3 separate regions of the Sus scrofa genome follow, and all the other regions are linked to region 1. The links are chromatin contacts, called in public HiChIP or PLAC-seq maps. All regions are on one chromosome and are shown on one strand. The core of a region is the stretch at or near the end of the contact, and the rest is flanking DNA. Distances in the headings are between cores, read along the strand shown. Region 1 overlaps RP1L1 (retinitis pigmentosa 1-like 1 protein). Region 2 holds the start of SOX7 (transcription factor SOX-7). Region 3 overlaps PINX1 (PIN2/TERF1-interacting telomerase inhibitor 1).

Region 1 (3,665 bases), core at 302-2,801:
CTGTGTGAACCCGGAACTCGCTCTCCTGGGAGTGGCCCAGAGAACACCTGGCTACCGGCCCTCACCAGGGTTCGACCTAGAGAGTCTCGGCTAGTAGGGGGCTACAGGGGTGGAGGGGCATATGTCCACTTCTCTCCATCTTCTAGAACCTGCCCTTTATGTCTTTTGTCTTTTTTTTTAGGGCCGCACCCGCGGCATATGGAGGTTCCCAGGCTAGGGGTCTAATCAGAGCTGTAGCCGCCGGCCTACACCACAGCCACAGCAACGCAGGATCCAAGCCAGGTCTGCAACCTACACCACAGCTCATGGCAATGCCAGATCCTTAACCCACTGAGCAAGGCCAGGGATCAAACCCGAAACCTCATGGTTCCTAGGTGGATTCGTTTCCACTGAGCCATGACGGGAACTCCGAACCTGCCCTTTAGAATTTTGCCTTCAAATTCAGCTAAAATAGTAGGCAGCAGGGGCCTGGGACATGTCGGCGGCCTCCTTGAGGGCCTTTCATGACTGGCCCCTACTGCACCTTGGAAGGAGTTCTGGGACACAGGGTCCTTGAGCCCAGGAAGCTTCTAGGGACTTGCTCTGCGTTCTCTTTGTGAGGACTTTGGAAAGGCTTGGTCTTTGTTTTAGTATCAGAAATAACATTTTGGTGGTTTTGTTTGGTTTTTGCTCCTCCCCAACAACCTGTGACGGGCCGTGTTTCTCCTTTGTGGTAGCATCTGCGTCCTTTGGCTGCGTGGGGACCGCACAGCAAGCACTGCTGGGTCCTCCCCCTCTCTCCTAGCTCCATTTTTTTTTGGGGGGGGGGCTGTGCCTGCAGTATGTGGAATTTCCCAGGACAGGGATAGAACCTGCACCATAGCAGTGACAACACTGGGTCCTTCACCCACTGAGCCACCAGGGAACTCCCTCTCCTGACTCCACGAAACCTCCCTGCCCTGACTTTTTCCCTCAACTTCCCTTATTTCACTTTAACCTGTGACGTTGTCTGTATCTTAAAGGTTGTAAGTCCTTCTCAGTGTGAGGTGGGGCTAAGCAGTGACGAAATAGACTCAGGACCCCTGGTCTGGATTTAGGAAAGAAACAATATTCCTCCAGGCTCATCATTCATCCCCAGAGCTGCCCCTCCTGTGGTCTCCAGTTCTGACTTGGGGAGATGTGGGTTTTACAGTCTACTCCCTTCGCTCCACACCTACTACACACCGTGGGCCATAGACAAAATGGCGATGGCACCCAGGCCATCTCGGTGGCCACTCCTGGCTAAGGGCAGAGGCAGCCCTGCTCAGGATGGCCTGGGCAGCACCCCCAGGGTCTCAGCCACAGAGATAGCTCAGTCTAAATCTCAGCCAAGCCTCAACGTATTTGTCTATCTGCCACCCCCTGGCGGGTCTTCCTGTCATTGGCAGGCCTGCCTGGGTGTCCTGCCTGTGCAGGGGGGTGGTGTCGATGACCACCACTGCCCCCCCCCGCCCCCGCTGGGTGTGGGACAGACCAGAGAGCTGGAGAGTGAGTTAGAAGTCAAAGGCCTCCTGGGGTCAGCGCCGAGGTCATCCCAGGAGCCACTCTCCTCGTCCCAGCTGCATGATGCTGGCTCTGCAGCCCAGGAAATTGTGGAAGTCCCCTTCCTGGGTTAATGGTTGGCGTCTGTGCCTGCCCCTGCCCCACCCCTAGAGAGGGAGGGGTCTCTTGGGTGCAGGAGAGCAGAAGAGATGCCAAAGCTGCACCCCCTCCCCCCCAGCTCCTTCCCAGGGCCCTGGGCTCCCCCCACCATCCCAGCCACACAGCAGTCTCCAGCCTGGCCCCTGGGACCTGCAGATCCTTCCTCCATCCCGCCTGGCCTGGGAGAGTCCCCACGGCCAGTGCATTGTCCCACTCCTACCACTTTTCCTCTGCTGCATTGTTCCTGTTATCAGCATCCTACATGCCACAGCGGCTGCACAGGAAAGCTCGACTGCTGCTGAGGCCACGGCTGGGGCCGGCGGCCGGGGCCCAGGTGTCTTGCTGGTGGGGCCGCCTGTGTGGTCATGTCTCCCAGGCTTGTTCTGGAGACTGTCGGGGGTTGCATGGCATGTGGCCCTGCTCTCCTTGGGGTGATCTTGCTCCTTGGTGCTTGGGGGGAGGGGTGGGGGACTCTGAACCCAGCCCCCCTTTCCTGCTGTGATATCTGGAGGCTCACGCAGCTCCTCCAAGTCTCTCCATCAAGGCCAATACCCCTCACAGTCAGAATCTCCACGTCTCAGTTTCCTTCTCTTTAGGTGCAAGCCTGCCTGTTTTACTGACAGGACCAAATAAAGGAAAGGAAAGTGTGTGGAGTGAGCGGTTTAGATGAGAGGAGGTGTAATGAAGTGGATCCCATCCAGAGTTTGGGGGAAGACGGGGCTGGCGGAAGGAAGTAGGAATCCTGCTTTTGGACTACACTGGGCTGAGCATTCTAGGTGTCTCGGGAGAGAAAGGACACCCAATTTGATTTGAATTTCAAAGAATGATTTGTAAAATATAAGTATGTCCCGTGCAGTATTTGGGATATACTTATACTAAAAGATTATGCTTCATGTATCTGAAATCCAAGTTGAATTGATCGTCCTGGCACCCCTACATAAGACTGCCTTGGGGGTCCAGAATGCTGCAGGGAGGTCTTTGGGATGTTCAACAGGATTGGGAATGGGGAGGCAGGGGTCCTTCCTGGATCTTTCTCAATCCCTAGAGTTTCTCTGTAATACCTTTTCCAGAATCCTGTAGGAGACCTGCCGCTGGATGTAGCTCTCCATGGCACAGGAATGCCAGGAATGCCCCGAGCCTGAGGCCCCCAGAACAGCCCAAACCAGACATTTGGGCTCAGGGTTCTTTGCAGTCTCCTCTGGTGGAGCCACCTCATCTGGGGATGTGGGTACAGACCGGGAATCCAGCCTGGTAATCTGAGTGGACCAAGGTAAGGGCCCTGGCAGCACAACCAACTTTGTTCCCACTAGCGGGGACACCTCGCCCTCTGCTGGCCAGTGCTGGTATGACAGGGCGTCTCTTCCAGGGCTGGGAGCATTCCCAGACAAGCCACTTTCTCGGTTTTATCTTCCACTCTTCCTTACCTGCTCTGTTAGACTTGGGATTGTGGCCTTTCTGTAAAGAAAGATTCACCTTTACGAATCTATGTTGTTGAAAGACTGTGTTTATTTTGCACTTACCAAGCAGAAACTTGGGGAAAAGAAGATGTAATGTTCCCTAATTTTGCCTTCCGGAAGAACTGGAGTCAGAAACTTCTAGAAACAAAAAAGTCCTCAAGAGTCTGTGAGGTAATGTCTCTCAGAGTCATTAATAGCAGTGGGAGCAACAGGACGGGATGACCATGCTGAAGAGCCTCCCAGCTCCTCCCAGCTCCTCCCAGCCATAGCACTTTCGACGCCATTTTCATTCACTGAAGTAGGAGCACAATTCTAAAGTCTCCGGCTTGTATGTTCACTCTTTGCTCTTCCCTTTTATTGACATGGATACTTATATGATTCCTGTGACTCCCCTGTTTTAGCTCAAGACACCTCCAAGGGACCAGAGATCTCAGGACAGAATTCTCTACATGGTATTCAACAAGCCAGTAACGCCATTCCTACAGATAATAGCCAGTGAGTGTTATGAGAGGGGTGTGTTAACCCCAGCCAGGGAGTACTTTTACTTCA
Region 2 (4,070 bases), core at 95-2,594, 130 kb before region 1:
TTTGAGCTTTCCTATAAAGCCCTGCGAGATCAGTCTTACCATCTTCCTCATTTCGGGATTGGGAAAGAAAGCCTAGCGAGATGCCAGACCTGCCCAGAGTCATGCACTAAGTAACCCCAAAACTTAAGATAGGTTCTGACTCCAGACCTCACGTTCCTCCTATAATGCTACCTCCTTTCAGGGTCTCTTCGGTGGAGCCCTGCATATGGGCAGTGCTCAATAGATATCTGTGGGTTGGATTCCATGATCTAGTCAAGCCTTATAAGTGCCCTGTTTTATACAGTAGGGTGTGTCTAAGCTGCATCTGCTCACTCACTTATTCATTCACTTATTCAGCATTTCCTGAGTGCCTGCTGTGTGCCCGCAATGAAGTGAGAGCCAGGGGAACAGCCCTATTCACATGAAATGGCTTGACACAGAGCTGTCCTCTGAGCAGGGGGTCTGCGTCTGCAAGCGACTGCCCTGAGCTCCCAGGCTGGAGCCCTTCCAGTTGAGGGCAGGCCCAGAACCCGGGGGTGTCATTAGAAGGGGAACTCGGGAGCTCCCAGGTCGTGCCAAGGCCTAGAGACACGGGTAGGAGAGTACCTGACTGACTCTGCTCCGATCCTTCTGTTCAGAGGGGAAAATACAATGAGAAATGAATTGCGAAGAGAAGGGCTCTGAGGCAAGGAAGCGGGAGACCGAGACACCACAGACCAGCGTGCGGGGCAGGCAGGGGTGTAAGAAGAGAGAAATCAGATGGCATGGTGAATACGGGGGAACTGGGGACGCAGACATGCCCTCCCGAGAGCCAGGGAGCTGCGGGGCGTCGAGGAAGCCCTTGGGTGGACACCGCGGAGATCCCGACGTGGGACCCAGCCCTCGCCAGCCTCTCTGGTTGCCCAAGTTGTTTGGGGGCCAGGTTGTCGCCGCCCGGGGGTCCTTTTAGAAAAGCAGTAGGTGTGTTCTAGCAAGAACGCCTCACGGGCTGCTCTGGGGGAATTCATGGTCAAAGCCTCTCGCTCGGTGATTCCCAGCGAAACCTGTTTGGCTTCGGTTCTCCGTATGTACAATTCCGCCTGCGGAAGGAGCTGGCAGAACCCGGCCCGGGGAGGCCTCGTCCAGGCGGGACAGGGGTCTGGAGTCCGGGTCTCGCTCCCGGGCCCGGTGACTGCGGGCGGCGCTCGCTTCCCGGCCCGTGGCACCTGCGCGGGGAGCCGGCGCGAAGAGGGGCGGCCCGGGGGCGGCCAGGCGCGCATCTCCGGGAGGGACCTGGGAGGCGGAGGGGCGGGCCGGGGGCGGACACGGGAAAGCGGCCCTCCCTCCTGCCTTGCCTCCCGGCAGGTCGGAGCTGAGACGCGGCGGCCCGGGACGCAGGGAGGGGGCCCGCGCCGAAACGGAGGGAGGGGCCGCGCCGCCTTCGAGAGTCATTGGAGGACGCGGTCGCACGAAGCTGATAAATAAGGGGCCGGGCCGCGGCTGCCGGCCAAGTTGGACGCCCCGACCGGTGCGAGGGCCCGGTCAGCGCCGGCCTGACGACGCAAGCTAGGCGACCCCCGCACGGCCATGGCCTCAATGCTGGGAGCTTACCCGTGGCCCGAGGGGCTTGAGTGCCCGGCCCTGGAAGCCGAGCTGTCCGACGGCCTGTCGCCGCCGGCCGCCCCCCGCCCGCCGGGGGACAAGGGCTCTGAGAGCCGTATCCGGCGGCCCATGAACGCCTTCATGGTGTGGGCCAAGGACGAGAGGAAACGTCTGGCGGTGCAGAACCCGGACTTGCACAACGCCGAACTCAGCAAGATGCTGGGTGAGTGAGCGGACGGGGCGCGCCCCGAGGTCGGCGGACTGGGGGCTGGCCGCTGTAGGCCATGCGGGCGCGCGGGGCGGGGGTGGGACGGGGTACGCTCGAGGGGCGCGGGCGCGCGCCGTGCCAGCCAGGTTGGGCATCTGCGGGAGCGTGGGTGTGCGCGCGGGGGCCGGGATTCCGAGCGGGGACGCCTGGCCCCGGCCCAAAGTGAACCGGCGCGGCCCGCCTGGGTGGCCTGGGAGACCCCCTCGGGAGGACCTGAGCCGAATCTGGGACCCCGGGGCACAAGTGGAGCTGGGTAGCAGCCCGGCCCGGGGGGCCCGGCGACGAAGACCCGCGCGCATGGACAGGCCCGGACAGTAACACCGGGCCGGGTGGAACGAGCGTTTGCTAGCAATACCAGGGCGGGAAAACCCATCATTCCCTAAACCTCACCGCGGGCATAATCACAGAGGGAGGTCGTAACATCAACAGAGGTAACGAATGGTCCTGAGAGAGACCTTGTGGGAACGCATGCTGCTGCAACTTAATTGTTAAACCAACAGCAAAATAGCCTTGATTCGAGCCTCTATTTCCAGTCTCAGGAGTGTAGGGAATTTGACTCACATGCTTAGGGCGGCCAGTGAGGGTCTGTCCTGGAGCCCCACCGCTTCCTGAGGGCTGCTGTGCCGTCCCAGCCCCAGCTTTGGGACTGGGGATGGGGACGATCCAGTCGCCTCGGAGCGGAGAGAGGATGTTCCCGAGTGCCGGTGTCAGAGGTTTCCTTCTTCTCTCTCCCTTGTCCAGAGCTGAGCACTAATCACCTTTGCCCCACTCCTAACCTCTTCACCATTCGACCTATTTTTTTAATTCATTTTAACCGATGGGAACCTTTCACAGCATTTTGTGTGCCCAGTGGGCGCTAGGCCCTGTGAGAAGGGATAGTGCGTGGTCACCCGAGGCTGGCCTGCCTTCTCCAACCCCACCCGGCCCAGACCGAAGGAGCCTTTTCCCTTTTTTCCGTTGGAGCTCCTGGCTCCTTCCCCAGATCTGTGGAGTGACAGCTGACACTCATCTTTGTACTGGCTAAATCCACAGGCCCTCCTGCGGGTGGAGGCCCTTTCAGAGCTGATGGGGTGTGGGTTTCCAAGAGCCTCCTACCCATGGACCAGGCCCCTGGCTAGCTGCACCCAGGACCAATTAGTGGGCTGGTGTCTTAGGCAGCCCCTTCCCACATAAAAAATATTTAAAGTCATATTTTATTTATACTTTATACTCTAAAAATATTTTAAAATATACTTTATAAAATGTTTAAAATTATACTTTAGACTTGAGACAAACATATTAACATATACAATAATAAAACGGTTTCTTCAAACAAAAAGCTCATGCTTTTCTTCAGATTTCTAAAGAAATGAAAATACTTTTTAATGTGTGGGCTACTGAAAGTTTGTTTAGTGTGTCCCAGGTCCCCTGCCTGTTGGCCAAGTGCAGCTCTTGTGACCAGGAGAGAGCGGACCCAGGCCAGGGTTGGGAGAACTCAGGTTGGGGAGCCTTGTGGGATTGAGGCTGCCTGCTCCCAGAGAAAGGACAGGCAAAGGGACTTGGGCGACAGATGCCTCCTGTGAGCTGATCCCGGTTGGCAGTTGGCACTTAGGCTTCCAGAGGTTACAGTGCATTTTGCAGAAAAGACACTAATTCCTTCCTGCTTAACCACACAGCCCCTGGCACTGGGCAAGGGAAACCAACAGGGTGTTGCTTTGCAAAATGTAGACTTTCTACACCTGCTAATAGAAGGGCAGCAGGGTGATCCACTTCCACCCCCGGGATCTCTTGCCCAACCCTTCCTTTCTGACTTAGGAAAGGGAAAGGGCTGAATGTGAGAGTCCAAGTGTTTTTTGACTTTGAGCCCTCCAATCTTTAACATTAAAAACTTCACTCAGTAGCACCAGTATTTTTTAGTATATGATGGATGAGAAAGCACATAAAGACAGTTATGCATTTAGTGGTTTTTAAAAATGAACCTAGGAGTTCCCGTCGTGGCTCAGGAGAAAAGAATCTGCCTAGCCTCCATGAGGACGCAGGTTTGATCCCTGGCCTTGCTTAGTGGGTTAAGGATCCGGCGTTGCCCTGAGCTGTGGTGTAGGTGGCAGACTTGGCTCAGATTCTGCGTTGCTGTGGCTGTGGTGTAGGCCAGTATCTACATCTCCGAGTCAGCCCCTAGCCTAGGATCCTCCATATGCTACGGGTGTGGACCTAAAAAGACAAAATAAAATAAAATAAAATGAACCCATATTTTATGAATATC
Region 3 (3,814 bases), core at 173-2,672, 180 kb before region 1:
TTTTTGCATGTGTTTGGGAGCAGCTAAGGTGTTTGAAGCATAGAAAGGGCATGGTTATTTTTGCAATTTAGAAAGATCCTTGGCTGCGGGAGATAAGAAAATAAGAATGAAGGCAGGAGGGGGCAAGTCTAAATAGGCAACTCAGTTAAGAGGCTGTTGTTCCAGAGAGGCGTGGGAAGCTTGAGCTGAGGTTGTAGCAGAGAGCGGGAAAGATTTGAGTGATCCTGGGGGCCTGGCGGGGAAGCCCTGGGACTTAGGGTCTGACTCGCTCAGGTAGCTTCAGGAACAGATGGTAGAGTGGGTCCCTGGGCTGAGCATTACCACAGGAGGAGTCAGTCTCTGGATACTGATGAGTTCTGCAGGGAAACATTAGCTCTCAAAACACAGGTGTCATCTGGGCCTTCCCTGCAGTCACCCCTTTTAACTTTGTTCCCATTCTCTGCACACCCCCTTGCTTTTCATTTCCTTGCCATCACTACTCAGTGTGTGTTTGTGTTTCACATTTCACCTGATACCATGAAGTCCTCTTCTCATGGACCCATGGGCATCTGCCTGAGCCTTTCTTCCTTTGTGCTATGTCTTCCTGATGAGCCTCCTGGGTTCTCACTCGGCTACTTTCTCCTGTCCCATCAGCTGGGAGTGAAGGGGTGAGAGGAGAGGGAACTCAAAAAATGCCTCCAGTGATTAGTTCCAAGTCCAGGGCCAGCACTGGCCATGGGACAACAGCAGTCCACCCCAGGTATAGTTGTCCTGGAGGAAGGAGCACTCTGCCCTAAGCTTGTGGGGTTTTTCTCTTTGTGTGTGTATGTGTGTGTGTGTGTGTGTATAAATTTCAAATGATTTTTTATTATAAGAGCAGTAAATACTCATTATAGGAAAAAACATTGCATTAAGAAGAAAAAAATGCCATAATCCAAACTCCCAGAGATAACCACAATTAAAACCTTGGAGAATGGCAGTGCATGTGTGCGCATGCTAGAACTGGTGTCACCACTTCCCGTTCCCAGAGCAGAATCTCAGTGTGCACACTGTAGTGCAACATTTTAAAGATCAACACACTGTCCCTTTAGTAGCTTGCGCTTTTAGCTCTGTCTTTGAGCCTGAGAAGCAGGCTGCTGGTGGGCCCCGTGCATCCTGGCCACATTCCTGAAGGTTCCTGCTTGGCCGCTGCTCCCTCTGCAGTGAAAGGGAGCCCGCCCGGCCTGTGTGCCCTTCAGCCCGATGTTATTCTCTTTACCTCGGATCTCCCTTGGTTCTGCTTGTTAGTGCGGAAGATAAGCCTTTTCACTCACTCGTCATGTTCTGACGGCCTGCAAGTGGCCCGGTAATCGAGGGAGAGAAGGCCCCGGCTGGAAGGGTGAGGCTGGCAGGAAGCGGACCTGGGCTGGGCCCCTTTAACGAGCCCACAAGCAGTTTCCATTCCCCGCCTCCACCTTCATCCTGTGCTCTTCTCTACCCCTCATCCTGCTTTTCCCAGTCTCCTCAGTTCCCTAGCATTACATAATATTCCTGTTAGGACCAGTTCCTGTTTTTCTAGCAAGAGGAATTGTGACTCTTTCAGGGAAAAACCCTGTTCTAACATTAGTAGTGGCTGCTGGTGGCCAATCCATGATCTCATATGGGAAACACACCGCTTGCTGGCTTCTGTGTTCCCGTCTGAGTCAGCGCACAGATGGGATTACCTTTCTGCCTTGGTTGGGTTCCCCTCTGCCTTGTTTCTTCTGTGGGACTGAGGTGACTTCTCTGAGGACAATTTAGCAGTCACTTTCACTGAGGCATAGGTGCCTTGGGTCATGTACTTCACCCTCAGGAACAAGTCTCCCAATATGCTGTATACTCACTATTATGGAAGATGTAAAATGTAAGAAAAATAGGGAGAATCATGAGTCCCCACTGACCAGAGTCCAGCTCAACAGTGATCAGTTGAATGGTCAATATTGTGGCAGCTCACCTCCACCCACTTTCTCTCCAATTTTTGAAGCAATTCCTAGACATCATGTCACTTCATCTTGTTTTCTCATTTTAGCATTTCATTATACATTCCTAAAAGATAACTCTTCAACACACCATTGTACTCTTTTCACACCTAAAAAATGAACCACATTTCCTGAAGGTCATCAAATCCAGTCAGTGTTCAGATTTTCCTAGTTGCTTCATAATTTTTTAACTTGCATGTATGTTTGAATCAGGATCCTAACAAGATTTGTATATTGCAATTAATTGATAGTGTCTTTTAGGCTCTTTTAACCTGTGGGTTCCAATTCCTTCTCTCTTCTGTTTTCCATATTCTGGATTTTGTTGATTTCATTTCATTTTCATACATTCTTTGATACATTTAGTACATTCACAGTTTAAACTCTGCAATGAATTCTTTTATGACATAAATTACCATCCATTCTGGGACCCCCTTTTATCATTAATTTCCCTTGCATGATTCAGGTGAATGGTTCCTGCCTTCGTGTAACTCCCAATGTATTCTGAAAGACAGCAGTTAACATTGTAAGCTCTTCCAAAGTACTAATGTCAAATATAAATACTATAAAATATAATGTGGGAGTTCCCATTGTGGCTTAGCGGGTTAAGAACCTGACTAGTATCCATGAGAGGTGCAGGTTCGACCCCTGGCCTTGCTCAGTGGGTTAAGGATCTGGCGTTGCTGCAAGCTGTGGCATAGGTCACAGATGTGGCTTAGATCTGGCAGTGGCTGTGACTGTGGCATAGGCCTCAGCTATAGCTCCAATTGAACCTCTAGCCCAGGAACTTCTATATGCTGTGGGTGCGGCCATTAAGTAAAAAAAGAATAAGATAAAATGTAATGTCAAATATAGACATTTCTATTATAACACAATATATATGTTTATTTAAAAAAATTACGTGTTTGCAAAATCCTGTATTAAAAATAATAGAGCTTGTGGGGAACATTAGGTAAGAGATGAACTGCTAAAATCTATGCAGTTTTGTAACTAAGACTACACGTTGTCTGCCTCTGCACACTGCCTCTTTCTCTCTCTCTCTCTCTCTCACACACACACACACACAAACACAGACACGCACGCGCGTGCATTGTTGCCTTGGAAGATGATTCAGGCCAGAGAAACCACGTAGGGAGATTTTTTAAATGCAGAAAAAAAAAACACAACAGAATGGACATATTGGCTTGTAGGTGCTGAGTTACTAGGCCAGAAGTGGGAGTTCAGAGCTGAGGGGTTGCCATTAAGGTGACCTCACAAGCACCATTGCAGGTTGGTTCCCTGGGAAGCAGACTCTAAAATGGGGTGTTAATTAGCATGAAGAACAGTATTGGGAGGCACTTTTTGGAGAATTAGCTGGGAGGGGTGTCTGTGGGGAAGAAGTGGGATAGGGGCGGGTGAAAAGTTGGGCTGCCATGATGTGGTTACATGTCCTCAGCCTGCTCCACAGGGACCTCTTCAGAGTCTCCCCAGGCCCTTCATGGCCCTGCACTGACCAGTCCCTGGAGCTAGGCCTGTCCCCCAGGAGCAGAAGTGTGACATTAGGCCAGGTGGCTGCTCCCAGAGAGACTGACCCACAAGCAAACCTTTCCTGTTCTGAAGTGGACCTGGGGACGCAACACAGAATTCACTGCCGGAGCTAATTTTAATTTTCTGAAAATCCAGCCAAAAGGGTCCTGCCTGAGCAGCAGTCCACGTAAGAGGTTTGGGATTTTTATTTCCCTTTCCTCTGGGAGTGCGATTCTACCCATACTGCCCTGGCTCCCCGGGCCTAGGAAAATCACACAACTGCATTTGACTGTGACTACTTCTCTGCTGATCTGTGATAGATGAACTGCTCAGTG

What was found. HiChIP or PLAC-seq counts read pairs in DNA pulled down with a chosen protein or histone mark.
Region 2: an H3K27ac HiChIP or PLAC-seq map of skeletal muscle shows a contact between it and region 1. The contact joins the promoter of SOX7 here to the enhancer-like site in region 1. A contact is called at or near these places in 11 of 47 Hi-C or Micro-C datasets (adipocytes, alveolar macrophages, epiblast stem cells and 7 more) and 1 of 2 datasets of contacts at active chromatin or transcription factors (skeletal muscle).
Region 3: a contact with region 1 is called in an H3K27ac HiChIP or PLAC-seq map of skeletal muscle. The contact joins two enhancer-like sites. A contact is called at or near these places in 3 of 47 Hi-C or Micro-C datasets (embryonic fibroblasts, skeletal muscle and subcutaneous adipose tissue) and 1 of 2 datasets of contacts at active chromatin or transcription factors (skeletal muscle).

What each region holds. Positions count from the first base shown.
Region 1 is chr14:13,813,152-13,816,816 of Sscrofa11.1, reverse strand. It overlaps RP1L1 (retinitis pigmentosa 1-like 1 protein), which reads left to right. Exons shown (of 5, transcript XM_021073064.1): 4 at 1,407-1,506. Among named protein-coding and RNA genes, the nearest start is that of RP1L1, 26 kb to the left of the region's middle. Within about 2 kb of position 1,551, at least 3 of the 83 cell types and tissues checked have an H3K27ac peak or open chromatin away from gene starts, as enhancers often do. A contact at or near this core is called in skeletal muscle, where this site is marked.
Region 2 is chr14:13,942,598-13,946,667 of Sscrofa11.1, reverse strand. SOX7 (transcription factor SOX-7) reads left to right here and starts at 1,344. Exons shown (of 2, transcript XM_003359052.4): 1 at 1,344-1,783. The coding sequence starts at 1,546.
Region 3 is chr14:13,990,904-13,994,717 of Sscrofa11.1, reverse strand. The region is part of intron 6 of PINX1 (PIN2/TERF1-interacting telomerase inhibitor 1); the gene reads left to right. Among named protein-coding and RNA genes, the nearest start is that of SOX7, 47 kb to the right of the region's middle. Within about 2 kb of position 1,422, at least 8 of the 83 cell types and tissues checked have an H3K27ac peak or open chromatin away from gene starts, as enhancers often do. A contact at or near this core is called in skeletal muscle, where this site is marked.